3 separate regions of the Zea mays genome follow, and all the other regions are linked to region 2. The links are chromatin contacts, called in public Hi-C maps. All regions are on one chromosome and are shown on one strand. Each heading gives the region's core, a stretch centred on a gene start, on an enhancer-like site or on the middle of the called end of the contact. The rest is flanking DNA. Distances are from core to core; before and after follow the strand shown.

Region 1 (3,706 bases), core at 1,101-3,600, 230 kb before region 2:
CGCATAGTAAGGGCCTATTTAGATCCAAGGAGCTAAACCAAAAGTGACCAACATTTAGTCACTTTAGGGGCAAAAGACCAAAGGTAAAAGTGACTAAAATAGTAAAAATATATGCTTTTATTCACTTTTAGCTCCTAAGGTCAGTTTGCTTTAGTTCCTGGATCCAAACATGTCCTAAGCAATGCTGCGCACAAGTTAACCAGCCCACAAATACTTCGGATTTCTCAGGTCCTTGAACATGAGAAATGAAAAAAATGCAGGATTGCGCGGTTATGATTGCAAAGGAGAAAAAGGAAATCAAATATCAGTTTTGGACTTAAGACTATATGGCTACATGCTGCCGAGTGCTGCATCATGTGTCCACCGCAGGAATATGGAGCTTCTCTAAAAAAACTTGACAATGGCTCTGAGACCTGTTAACAAAAAGATACAAGGAATTCGTACTTCCGTACGGAAGAAACCCAAATAAGCAAAGGCACACTATAACAAGCACAGGAACCAGATTGGTATGGGTGCCGGCTCTCACAAGTCACAACTCACAACAACAACGAAGTCTGACCATCAACACATGGACAGAAGTGAAACTCTGCCCCCTCTCCCACTTCTTCCACGCCGGAGACTCCCTTGACTAGATAGCCTCATCTTGGTTTTCAAGTTCCAACCTTATGGATTAATCGCTGTCCGACCTCAATTTTATCCAACCTTTAAAGGTAGCGTCTCACCCATGATGATAAAGTTCTTTATCCACGCCACGCAGTTCTTTATCTGGCATTCAGATTTCTACGAGGACAATCCATCCTTCCAGTGAATGATGCTGATTTGCACAAGCTATAAATCAGGCCTCCAGCATATCAAGAATCATCGCTAGAAACAAAGACGATCAGGAACCCATGGACTGAATTCAAAACAAAATTCATGTTCTCTGTGAATGCCACCAAACTTTGACAATGCATTGCAACCACATTGGGTCTGATAGGCCAATTGGCACCTGCAAACGTTGTGCAAACATACATGGCCGATTAATTGGTTTCCATGTGTCTAGCAACACCTCGTTATGCTCGAAGAGCTGTTACTCTGTTAGACAGTGGCCGCGAGAAACCCAGCCCGGCACAGCATCGTGATGCTCAGCGGAAACCAGGGGTAATCAAAGTCACTGTCCGCCACCTCAATCTTTCTTCTCCTCTAGATCACCTTCCGAAGCATCAGGTTTGCCCGATGAACAACCATTGATCTCCAGCGACCTCAAGAAGTTGAAGTAAGCATACTTGATGTCAAACTGCATGTCGTACCAGTAGTTCACGGCAATGGTGAGCCCGTTCGGCCCTGGACTCTGGCTGACATGGTGAAACCACATGCTTGGCAGGTAGAGCATCTCGCCGGCCCGGACCGTGCACCGTATCGGCGCCGGCCCGTCAAAGTAGAGCGGAAACGACGACGCCTGCACGGCCAACTCCTCGGGCGACGCCGGGCACGGGTCGACGCTGCTCCAGGGAACGATCCTCTCGGGCACTTCCATCTCCAGCTTAAGCCTCAACTGGCGCCCCCCCTCGGAGCTCTGCTCCGTGGCAACGTAGCGGGCGGCGGGGTAGTCGCGGACGTAGAGACGGTGGTGCTCGGTGGGGGGCAGCAGGAGGAAGTGCTTCTCGCCGGACAGAACGACGTAAATGTTGTCGTAGTGGTCCTTGTGGAAGGAGGTGACGGAGTGGGCGTTGCCTATCCAGAGGTTGACGGCCTCGGGGAGGCAGCCGAGCGCCTCGGTGGCCCACGGCACGTGCGCGTCCACGTCACCGGCGACCGCCGCGTACTCCCCGCGGAGGCAGTCGTCCTGCTGCTGCGCGTACGCTACCAGGCCGGCGGCCGGGTCGGATCCCCTGATAAGCCGGACCGCGGTAGGGAAGTCGACACGGCGGACGTGCGCGGACGCAAAGCACCTCGAGGACCCGGGTCGCCGTGGGTGCGGGTGCGAGGCAAGCGCATCGGCGCGCCCGTCGGGGGTGAGGTGGAGGGAGACGGCGGTGGAGCGGAGTGCGTCGGTGAGGTAGGAGGCGGTGGGCCAGAGCGACGCGGCGGGCCAGTGGCGAGTGGCCGCGGCGGAGACGAGGAGCGGGCGGCCCGGGGAGACGTGGTCGCGGAGGAACGCGAGCGGCGTCGGGGGCAGGCTGACGCGCGGCACGGCGGTGGCGTCCTGAGAAGAGGAAGGGAGGCCCAACAGGTCCCGGGACTCCGCCCACAGCTCGCGCAGCGCGGGCTCCATTGGCTTTGGTGGCGGGCGCCGCGGCGGCTTCCGCTCTGACTGCTCGTTGGTTTTGCCAATTCAGGCAACGGCGGCGGCGGCACCGCGGCACGATGCGCGGCAAAGCGGTTCTGGGGGAAGGCGCGTTGTTGGGGTTAAGCTTAAGGAGCTTGGGCTTGGGCCTGGGCAGGTGGATGTTCCCGATTTTGGGATTTGTTGGGCTTGAAGTAGCCTATGACATGGGCCTTTTTTGTGTTTGTGTCCACAGTAGATTGCTGATTGGGCCATTTGCTTATTTATGCCTACAATAGAAGAAGGCCTGAAAGAGGGCTTCTCCAGTTGAATACACTGTTAATTTTGAAAGAAATATTTCTACCGGGACAGCATATATACACTGGAAGTAAGCTCTAAATATGTCTATCACAAGTCTTAGAACTCATCATGCGGTGAAGATCAGAGAGGCAAGTAAGCATGAAATCACTGAGACTAACTACTACATGTCAACTTGAACAGCAGCTCCCAAACAGGACTAGATCTCTCTGTCTTGCCAAACATGTCAACGGCTCCATGCAAGACCCTGTTACTGACGATGAGTACTGAACTCTTCTTTTTTTGGCGGGTAAGAGTACTAAAACCTTACTATTCCAACTACTACGGGTTGACGAAGCAAAAGCATTCCCTCACATTGCATATGCTTAATTAGCTTTGACACCGTCTCCCTAGCTAGTTGACCTGCTGCTACGAATAACCCGAAACGGCTAAGCGTATAGATTATTAATAGCTGCATCATTGGTGCGAGAACTCTTGTTTGGTCTCGACATTTCGACATGGCGAGGAGGGCGTATGCGTAAATCCGCCCATGTGGGTAATTGCGTAGTACACCACACGGCACACGCCGTCTTATCAGGCACTGGAAACTATATACAGTGTTTTTTTTTGGTTTCGTCCATTTGTTTGCAAAAGGCTATGGGAATCTCTGCTTGTGATTGGTTATGGCCTCACTCACGGCCATAGCATACCTGCTTGCAGTGACCGCGTCCGGTCATCGCACGCAAGTGGTTACTACGCCTGGCCGACGTGTCGGTGCAGCGTTTGTTCACGATCCGTCTGATCGGTTAGCGCATCGTCTTATCCTACATCACTGCATACATTAATTTTATCAAAGATTTTATTTGGTTGTTTGTGTATTTAGAGTGTGAGTTATACGAATGAGTGTAAAACAATTCATTTTAAGATCCTTTAACTACATCTGCTCATACGTCAAAAACCTTCGTTTCTAGGCTCGTTGGGGGTGGGGTGGGGGGTGGGGAGTATTGAACTATTGTTTTTGTGAATTTTGGTAACATTATAATCAGAAGAAAGAAATAAGGGAACTGATCGAAGGCCTAGAGCTTTCCATATGTTCCAAGGACGCTTTGCACGCCTTTTGTCTTCTAGGTCGCATTTCTCCCACTTTAATCAAAGTCACAACTG
Region 2 (3,813 bases), core at 377-2,876:
TTATATTAAGAAATTGCATATATATGCATCTATAAAAGATAAAACCAGTAGACTCCTTGAAAGTAGTTGAAAATAAAAAAAAAGAGACAATAATTAGAAATAGGTTATCTTATGTCTAGAGACACACTCATTTTAAGACATTTGTTGTAGGCTCTAGATGCATATTTGTTAGCTCTGTTTGTTACGGGAGATGGAGTATTGTATTTGTTAACCTGTTCGTCACGGCCGTCCGATCCTGACGTCATAGATAGCATCCCTTGCAGGCAGGCATGTCAGTGTCACCGTCTTTAATTCCTCTCGGCTAGATATTATAATACGGCGTCTCAAACGCCAGATCAACCAACAAAAAAAAACTCGGTCAGTCAAATTAAGCGACTTGCTGCATAAAGAAATGGGATTCTGTGCACTGATCTTGTGGTGGTATTTTACGCGTTTCGGAGACAAGAACGGAAGAAGAAACCCCCCGAAATATCTTAAGTTCGCCTTTCTGTAGTCTGTAGACTTTACTTTTTTATGGCCGTCTGCGCAGAATAATGCTACCTGGTTGGTCTCTAACTTCGAATCCTCGATAAAGTGTGGCTGCCATAAAAAAGTCTGACGACGAGTAAAACTGAAGCTATAGTTATAGCAAAGTTTGACGATAACATATGGTATATTTCTGAAAAGAAAAACGTGACGTCGTCGGGCGCGCAGATCGACAACGCCGGGGCGGGGCGGGGCCGTCGTCGGGTGGCCGGAGCCGGAAAGAAGGGATCCAAACAAGCAAGCGGCCTAGTATTTCGCTTCTGCTCCCCACTTTAAGTTCACAGGCTTTATTACTAAAAAAAGATAAACGATCCGAATGAGATACTTCACCTGCGGCTAACCCCGCACTTTTATTAACGACAGCGATGCCCTGGATTAGCAGCAGCTGTTCCATGCGGAAAAGGATGGCATGGCACCGGCGCTAGATAGACTTTGGACGCTGCCGGCGATGATCCAGTGTGTGATCTCACCTGTACGTCACGCTAGCATCACCAGTCCGACCGAGTCCGGCCGGATCTGTCAGGCCGTGTGAAACCTCTCGCTGCCGGTCAGAACCGGAGATTCTTCAGAGCGATGAGAGATGAGGCGGCCGCTCGGTCTGGTCATGGAACTTGGGAAGCGTTGCTTGGAAGAACAAAAATCCCAGGCAATGATCGCGCCATGGTTGCGCTTGCGCCGGCCCCGGTCCCACTGTGCACGATCAATCTGGTCCAGACATTTTTTTACTAGTACGTTAGTAGTACCTTGTAGCAGTAAGAGCACGGGTTAGTACGCGAGACCATCAACAACGTGGCGCTTTAACGGCGAGGGATTAGGCTTGATTGACCGACGATAAGGCGATGACCGAGCCGCCCGCTTGGCGCTTGCTGATGCGACGCTGTCACAAGCCGCGCGTATGCAACCGGACACCGGAAGCGTCGCGACGCGGGGGGGCATTGCGTGCGCCTGGCGTCAGCGTGACCCGCCAAGTGAGGCGTCCCATCCCCATTCCCCAAGCGGACGGAAGACTTGGCGAGGAGAGGGGGAGATGCGCCCACGGCCACGGCGTCATGCTTTATATTCTCGCTATCGCCGCGCAAAGGAGGACGGACAGGAGGGCGAGAGCAGCTGTCGCTTTTGACCTATCGGGGGGCGCCGGGCGGGCGTAACGGAACCAAGGCGGCCAGGTAGCTGCTGTGCTGCTACGAGTAGTAAGCACTATATATATAACGGGCAACGGCAAAGCCATCGTCGTCGTCGTGGAACTCGTACTTGCGTGCGTGCGCACAAGAACGCGGGTCAGAGCTGCTGGCGGTTGGAGGAGCAGAGGAGATCGCTGTGCGGGCGGCGATGGAGAAGCCCCGGCAGGTGGCGCGGAAATTCCTGGCCCGGCCGCAGCACGAGGGCGCCGGCGCCGTCGTCCGCCGCAGCATCGGCAGGTACGTGGGCTTTCCATTCGTCTTCAGATGACATACAAGTCTTTAGGTACTAGGCAAGGCTGTATCACGCCAATGCCATGGAGAGGCAGCTGAAGGAGATGGCAAATTTTTTTCTTCATTTTTTTGTGCTTGGTTTCATTCGCTGATCGGGGAATGGAATTCGGTCCGCGCATGCAGGTTCGAGCTGAGGTACTTCGACCCGTTCCTTGTCCTCGACGAGTTCACAGGTGAGCTCTCCCAATCCATCCGGTCTTTCTCTCTCTTTCTGAACCATCCACCCCGCATCTCGGTTGAAGTAACCGGTTTCCTTTGCCCGAATTCCGCGCAGTTTCTGCTCCGGCCGGCTTCCCCGACCACCCGCACCGAGGCTTCGAGACCGTCACCTACATGCTTGAGGTATGATCACCGTTTTCATTGGGGTCCTTTCTTCTTCTTCTTTTTTTCCCGTCAGAACAAGCCTAAACGAGTGGCCATGGACGTCGCCTTGCATCCCCTGCGTGCGGCGCATTCAGCGCAAAAAGGCATTGCTTGCTTGGTTCACATTCATCCCCAATGACATCTCAGCGGGACCCGGTGCGTTCGGAAACGAGAAACGCGTGGGTGGTGCCATTTGTCAACGGCGCCAAATGATGTCTCCGCGGTTGGGTTCTGAATTCCCCTGTCCTCCATCAAGGATCCGTCCCGACGGGGCCCAGTCCCATTAACTTTCTAAGGTCAAAGTAAGATGAGTTGGGAGCTATACCGTCCACACGATTTTTGGAACACGTCGCCCCCAAAAATCACTCATGTTCACCTCACCTCCAATTGACTCTCATCCAAACACTACATAAAATATGGTCGTCTAATTTCATCCCTGCTTATACATCCAACCAAACACACTCTTTCATCCCTCTTTATACATCCAACTAAATGCACCCTTATTCAAAAAATAATTTAACCTCTACAGTCATATGTGGTTTTGTGGCTCCCAGAGTACCCCTTACCGAAATATTATATAGTATCATCGTCCCTATAAACAATTCGTGTGGGTTTGGCCTTTGAAAACAATTTGTAAAGGTGCTAGTACTCAGTTGGTACCAGTGGTTGTGCCGAGAAACCAACGAGCTCGTGTAAAAAAAAAGAATCAGGGTCACAGTCCGGTTCTCACCTCCTGGCTCCTGCCCCTTGGCTGGGCATGGAACGCTGTTTCAGGGCGCCGTGACGCACGAGGACTTCGAGGGCCACCGTGGCACCATCAAGGCCGGCGACGTGCAGTGGATGACGGCCGGCCGCGGCATCGTGCACTCCGAGATGCCCGCCGGCCCCGGCACGTCCAGGGGCCTGCAGCTCTGGGTCAACCTCTCCTCCGCCAACAAAATGTACGCGCGAGCCTTTTTCCTCCTCTCGATTTCCGCATCGTGGTCTTCTCAGCCCAAGTGCAAAAGGCTGACATCGGAAAACGACGTGCTGTGCGCGCCCGCAGGGTCGAGCCCGGGTACCAGGAGATCCAGAGCAAGGACATCGCGTGCACGTCCGACGGCGACGGCGGCGTCACGGTGCGCGTGATCGCCGGCCACGCCATGGGCGTGCGCTCGCCGGTGCGCACGCGCACGCCGACCATGTACCTGGACTTCACGGTGCGCCCGCGCGGCGCGGTGCGGCAGCCCGTGCGCGCGTCCTGGAACGCCTTCGCCTACGTGCTGGAGGGCGAGGGCGTGTTCGGCGCCGAGCGGTGCGCGCCCGTCGGCGCCCACCACCTGCTGCTGCTCGGCCACGGCGACGGCCTCGAGGTCTGGAACAAGTTGCCCGACCGCCCGCTCCGCTTCCTGCTCGTCGCCGGCGAGCCCATCGGGGAGCCCGTCGCGCAGCTCGGCCCCTTCGTCATGAACAC
Region 3 (3,819 bases), core at 219-2,718, 130 kb after region 2:
GTGACGCGACACGACTCTTGCTTGGTGGCGCGGCGCCTGACGGCATGCATGTGCAAGTGCAACAAGAATACCTGAGCCACGCAACTGGAAAAAACACGCTCGATCGCAAGTCGCAAGCAACCCAGGTGTAACGCAAGACTGACTGCCCCCCAGCGGCAACGACCAAGAAACATACTGATGTCCCGGGCCATGCAACGAGTTCGTCGTCGCGCCCCAGGGCATGGGTCTTGACATCGGCCAGGCCATCGTGTCAAGCCCGTTGGAACAGGCAGAGAATGCACATGCACCTGTTCGACCAGACCGGGTCCGGGCCGGGCCGCACATGCATGACGCACCGCATCAAAACGAAACCTTGCATGTTCCACCGCCCCGCCGCGCCCGTCGGTCCACGAACAGCACGACGCCGCCCCGCCACGTCGTCGCGTGCGTTGGATAGTATGGCGCGCGTCGTCCCGTCCGTGGAAAAAAGTACGTGTCCGGGTCGGGGAAATGCCGGCCGTCGGCCGACCTGTCGCGGCGGCCTGCAGGTGCAGGTGAAGGCTTGTCGCTGTGAGGCCGCGCGCGGGCAGGTCGCCCCGTGCACCAACCGCTGCCGCCTCTTCAGTCCGGCAAGGGCTGGATCAGGCGGGGGCGCCAGGCGAGGGAGGCCATGCGATGCGAGCGGATATGCGTCATTGCGTCGGCATCGACGGGCCGACCGCATGTCTTATCCGGTTTCTGGGCCAGGGACCGTGCTTATCTGGACGCCAACTTGGCACCGCGCCGCTCTCGCTAACATATTATCCGGTGCCTGGTGCCCGATGAGAAAAAACAGAGAGATCAGATCATGCATAATTGCAAATAGAGTCTGACCTCAGTTGGGTACTAACTCCGTTCTCAAATATTTGTAGTCCGCTAGTTCATTTTCGAACTAAACCGTCACAAATAAAAAAGAGCAGAGAGAATATTACTTAGAGGGTGTTTGAATGAAATATAGCTAATAATTAGCTGCTAAATTTTGATAGATACATCTAAAAATCCTAGCTAATAGATCAGCTATTAGTTATTTTTTAGTAAATTAGTTAATAGTTAGCTAGCTAATTCCACTAGCAATTTTTTAGCCAACTAAGGTCTAGTTTGAAACCTCTAAAATTAATAGTTAGCTATTAAAAATTAGTTATTGGATTCTAAACACTATCAGCTAATTGTTAGCTACTTCACACCAAAAAATTAGTTCATTAGCTGACTTAACCATATAATAATTTATTAGCTAGCTAACTATTAGCTCTATAAAATCTAAACAGGGTCTAGCTATTAGCTACGGTGCATTCAAACACTATCTTAATATCTGACATGGCACGTCGATGACGCGTCAGGGTTGGAACGTTCCACTGGGACGCTTGCACGGTTGGACCTGCATCTGAGTTTTTTTTAGAAACTTCTCGGGTATATATAGCCATTGTGCCTACGTGTACATGCACGGGATGAACGCAACTCACTGCCGTGTAGTATTACTTTTCGTTATTACCGTGGCAGCCGTGTTTGTGTGTTCTCCCAGTTTCCCGCGCCTATAGAAGCAGCCAGCAAACCTCACTCCTCAAGACCTCAACAAAGCAAGCAATCGAACGGGCACGGCTGGTTTCCGACGAGTTCTGTCGTGCCATGGATCCGCGACGCGCATGCTGGGAGAGCTCGACGGAGGACGTGACGAGGCCGCTGCTGCCCGTGCACGACGACAGGCCTGCGGGACGCTGCTCTTGCTCCGGGCTCGGGTCCCTGCTCACCACCAACAAGTACCTGGCCGTCGCGTCGGGCCCGCTGGCGTGCGCGGTGATCTGCGCGCTGGGAGACTTCGGCGGCCACCCGGCGGCGCGCAACATGCTCGGGGTGCTGGCGTGGGTGTTCCTGTGGTGGATCACGGACGCCGTGCCGCTCGGCGTCGCGTCCATGGCGCCGCTGTTCCTCTTCCCCGCGTTCGGCGTATCCTCCGCCGACGCCGTCGCCAAGGCCTACATGGACGACGTCATCTCCCTCGTCCTCGGGAGCTTCATCCTCGCGCTCGCCATCGAGCACTACGGCATCCACCGCCGCCTTGCCCTCAACGTACGTATGTTACGTGCCCGCGCACGCGCCGCCACCGAAGTTTCGAACGCGGCCAAAAACACAAAAGGCACAAGAAAACAAAACAAAAAGACTAACGTTGTGTAGCTCGTTCCGACGCGAACGCAGATCACGTCCCTGTTCTGCGGTGACCCGGTGAAGCCGCACCTGCTGCTCCTCGGCATCTGCGGCACGACCGTGTTCATCAGCATGTGGATCCACAACACGCCGTGCACCGTCATGATGATCCAGGTGGCGACGGGGATCCTGCAGCGGTTCCCGCGCGACCAGCAGCTGGAGGGCGGGGCCGACGCCCGGGAGCTCCAGCGGTTCTCCAAGGCGCTGGTGCTCGGCATCATGTACGCGTCCACCATCGGCGGGATGGCCACGCTGACGGGCACGGGCGCCAACATCATCCTGGTGGGGATGTGGTCCACCTACTTCCCGGAGCAGCGCCCCATCACCTTCAGCTCCTGGATGTGCTTCGGCCTCCCCATGACGCTCGTCCTGTTCGCGGCGCTCTGGGTCACGCTCTGCCTCAGGTACTGCACCAAGAACACGGGGAGGGTGCTCTCCGCTTACCTCGACAGGAATGACCTCAGAAGAGAGCTCAGCTTGATGGGTAGGTTTCTTTTTTTCCCTCCTTCTGGCGGCGGTCTCTGGAATATTAGAAAATGAACTTCACAATGGCATGAAAGTGCTTCCTTTGACAGTTATTCTGAAGCACAAACGTCTAGTGCTGGTCGTTTATTTCAGTTCTCTGATGGGGTCTCCATCTTGATTTGTGACAGGTCCAATGGCGTTTGCAGAGAAGATGGTTTTGGCCGTTTTCGGGGTAGGTCGCGCTCGTGGTTTCTGTGGCAGTTCAGGTTTTGGATAGCATGAGTCTCAAACGATCACTGGCCAATTCTTGCAGGCTCTCATCGTCCTATGGATGACCAGGAGCCTGACGGACGACATCCCTGGGTGGGCGGTCCTCTTCGACGGCAGAGTCGGGGACGGAACCGTCACTGTAAGTACACAAAAACCCGCACCCTCGGTCCTCGGACCATTTCTCAGCGACGATTCGCCGCGTGGGCCTCACGGGACAGCATTCTATACCTAGATCATGATGACGACGCTGCTGTTCATCATCCCGAGCGGCAAGAGCGGCGGCGAGAAGCTCATGGACTGGGGCAAGTGCCGGAAGCTGCAGTGGCACATCATCCTGCTCCTGGGCGCGGGCTTCGCCATCGCCGACGGGTTCAGGTCGAGCGGCCTCACGGACATCCTCTCCTCGGGGCTGGGTTTCCTGAAGGGCGCGCCGGCGCTGGCCATCGCGCCCGTGGCCTGCGTCTTCAGCGGCCTCATCACGGAGTTCACCTCCGACGACGCCACCACCACGCTGGTGCTGCCGCTGCTCGCCGAGCTGGGCAAGTCCATCGGCGTGCACCCGCTGCTTCTCATGGTCCCCGGCACCGTCGGCGCGCAGCTGTCGTTCCTGCTGCCCACCGCGACGCCGGGGAACGTCGTCGGGTTCGGCACCGGGTACATCACCATCAGGGACATGGTGGTCACTGGCATGCCAATCAAACTCGTCGGCGTTGCAGCTCTCACGATACTACTGCCAACTCTAGGTAAAGTACATAAAACCTGCAAATTCCTGCACTGCGCGATCATAGCAGACTCGGTCGGTAGAGAAGCTTTGTTGCTGATTTCTTATCTTCTGTGTTATGCAGGTTCTCTGGTTTTTGGCATGGA

What was found. A called contact is a pair of places that touch in the nucleus more often than the background predicts.
Region 1: a Hi-C map of bundle sheath shows a contact between it and region 2, with 3 times the contacts expected there. The contact joins the promoter of LOC100281215 here to the promoter of LOC100192968 in region 2. A contact is called at or near these places in 4 of 25 Hi-C or Micro-C datasets (bundle sheath, ear, leaf and 1 more).
Region 3: a Hi-C map of bundle sheath shows a contact between it and region 2, with 2.2 times the contacts expected there. The contact joins the promoter of LOC100383391 here to the promoter of LOC100192968 in region 2. A contact is called at or near these places in 3 of 25 Hi-C or Micro-C datasets (bundle sheath, endosperm and leaf mesophyll).

What each region holds. Positions count from the first base shown.
Region 1 is chr7:137,512,483-137,516,188 of Zm-B73-REFERENCE-NAM-5.0, forward strand. LOC100281215 (phospholipase A2, group IVB) reads right to left here and starts at 2,351. Exons shown (of 1, transcript NM_001154134.2): 1 at 400-2,351. The coding sequence starts at 2,254. The coding sequence ends at 1,166.
Region 2 is chr7:137,745,636-137,749,448 of Zm-B73-REFERENCE-NAM-5.0, forward strand. It overlaps LOC100192968 (Pirin-like protein 2), which reads left to right and starts at 1,627. Exons shown (of 5, transcript NM_001138144.1): 1 at 1,627-1,943; 2 at 2,121-2,170; 3 at 2,272-2,339; 4 at 3,135-3,301; 5 at 3,406-3,813. The coding sequence starts at 1,855.
Region 3 is chr7:137,874,858-137,878,676 of Zm-B73-REFERENCE-NAM-5.0, forward strand. It overlaps LOC100383391, which reads left to right and starts at 1,469. Exons shown (of 6, transcript NM_001176046.1): 1 at 1,469-2,082; 2 at 2,209-2,701; 3 at 2,871-2,914; 4 at 2,996-3,091; 5 at 3,185-3,695; 6 at 3,798-3,819. The coding sequence starts at 1,642.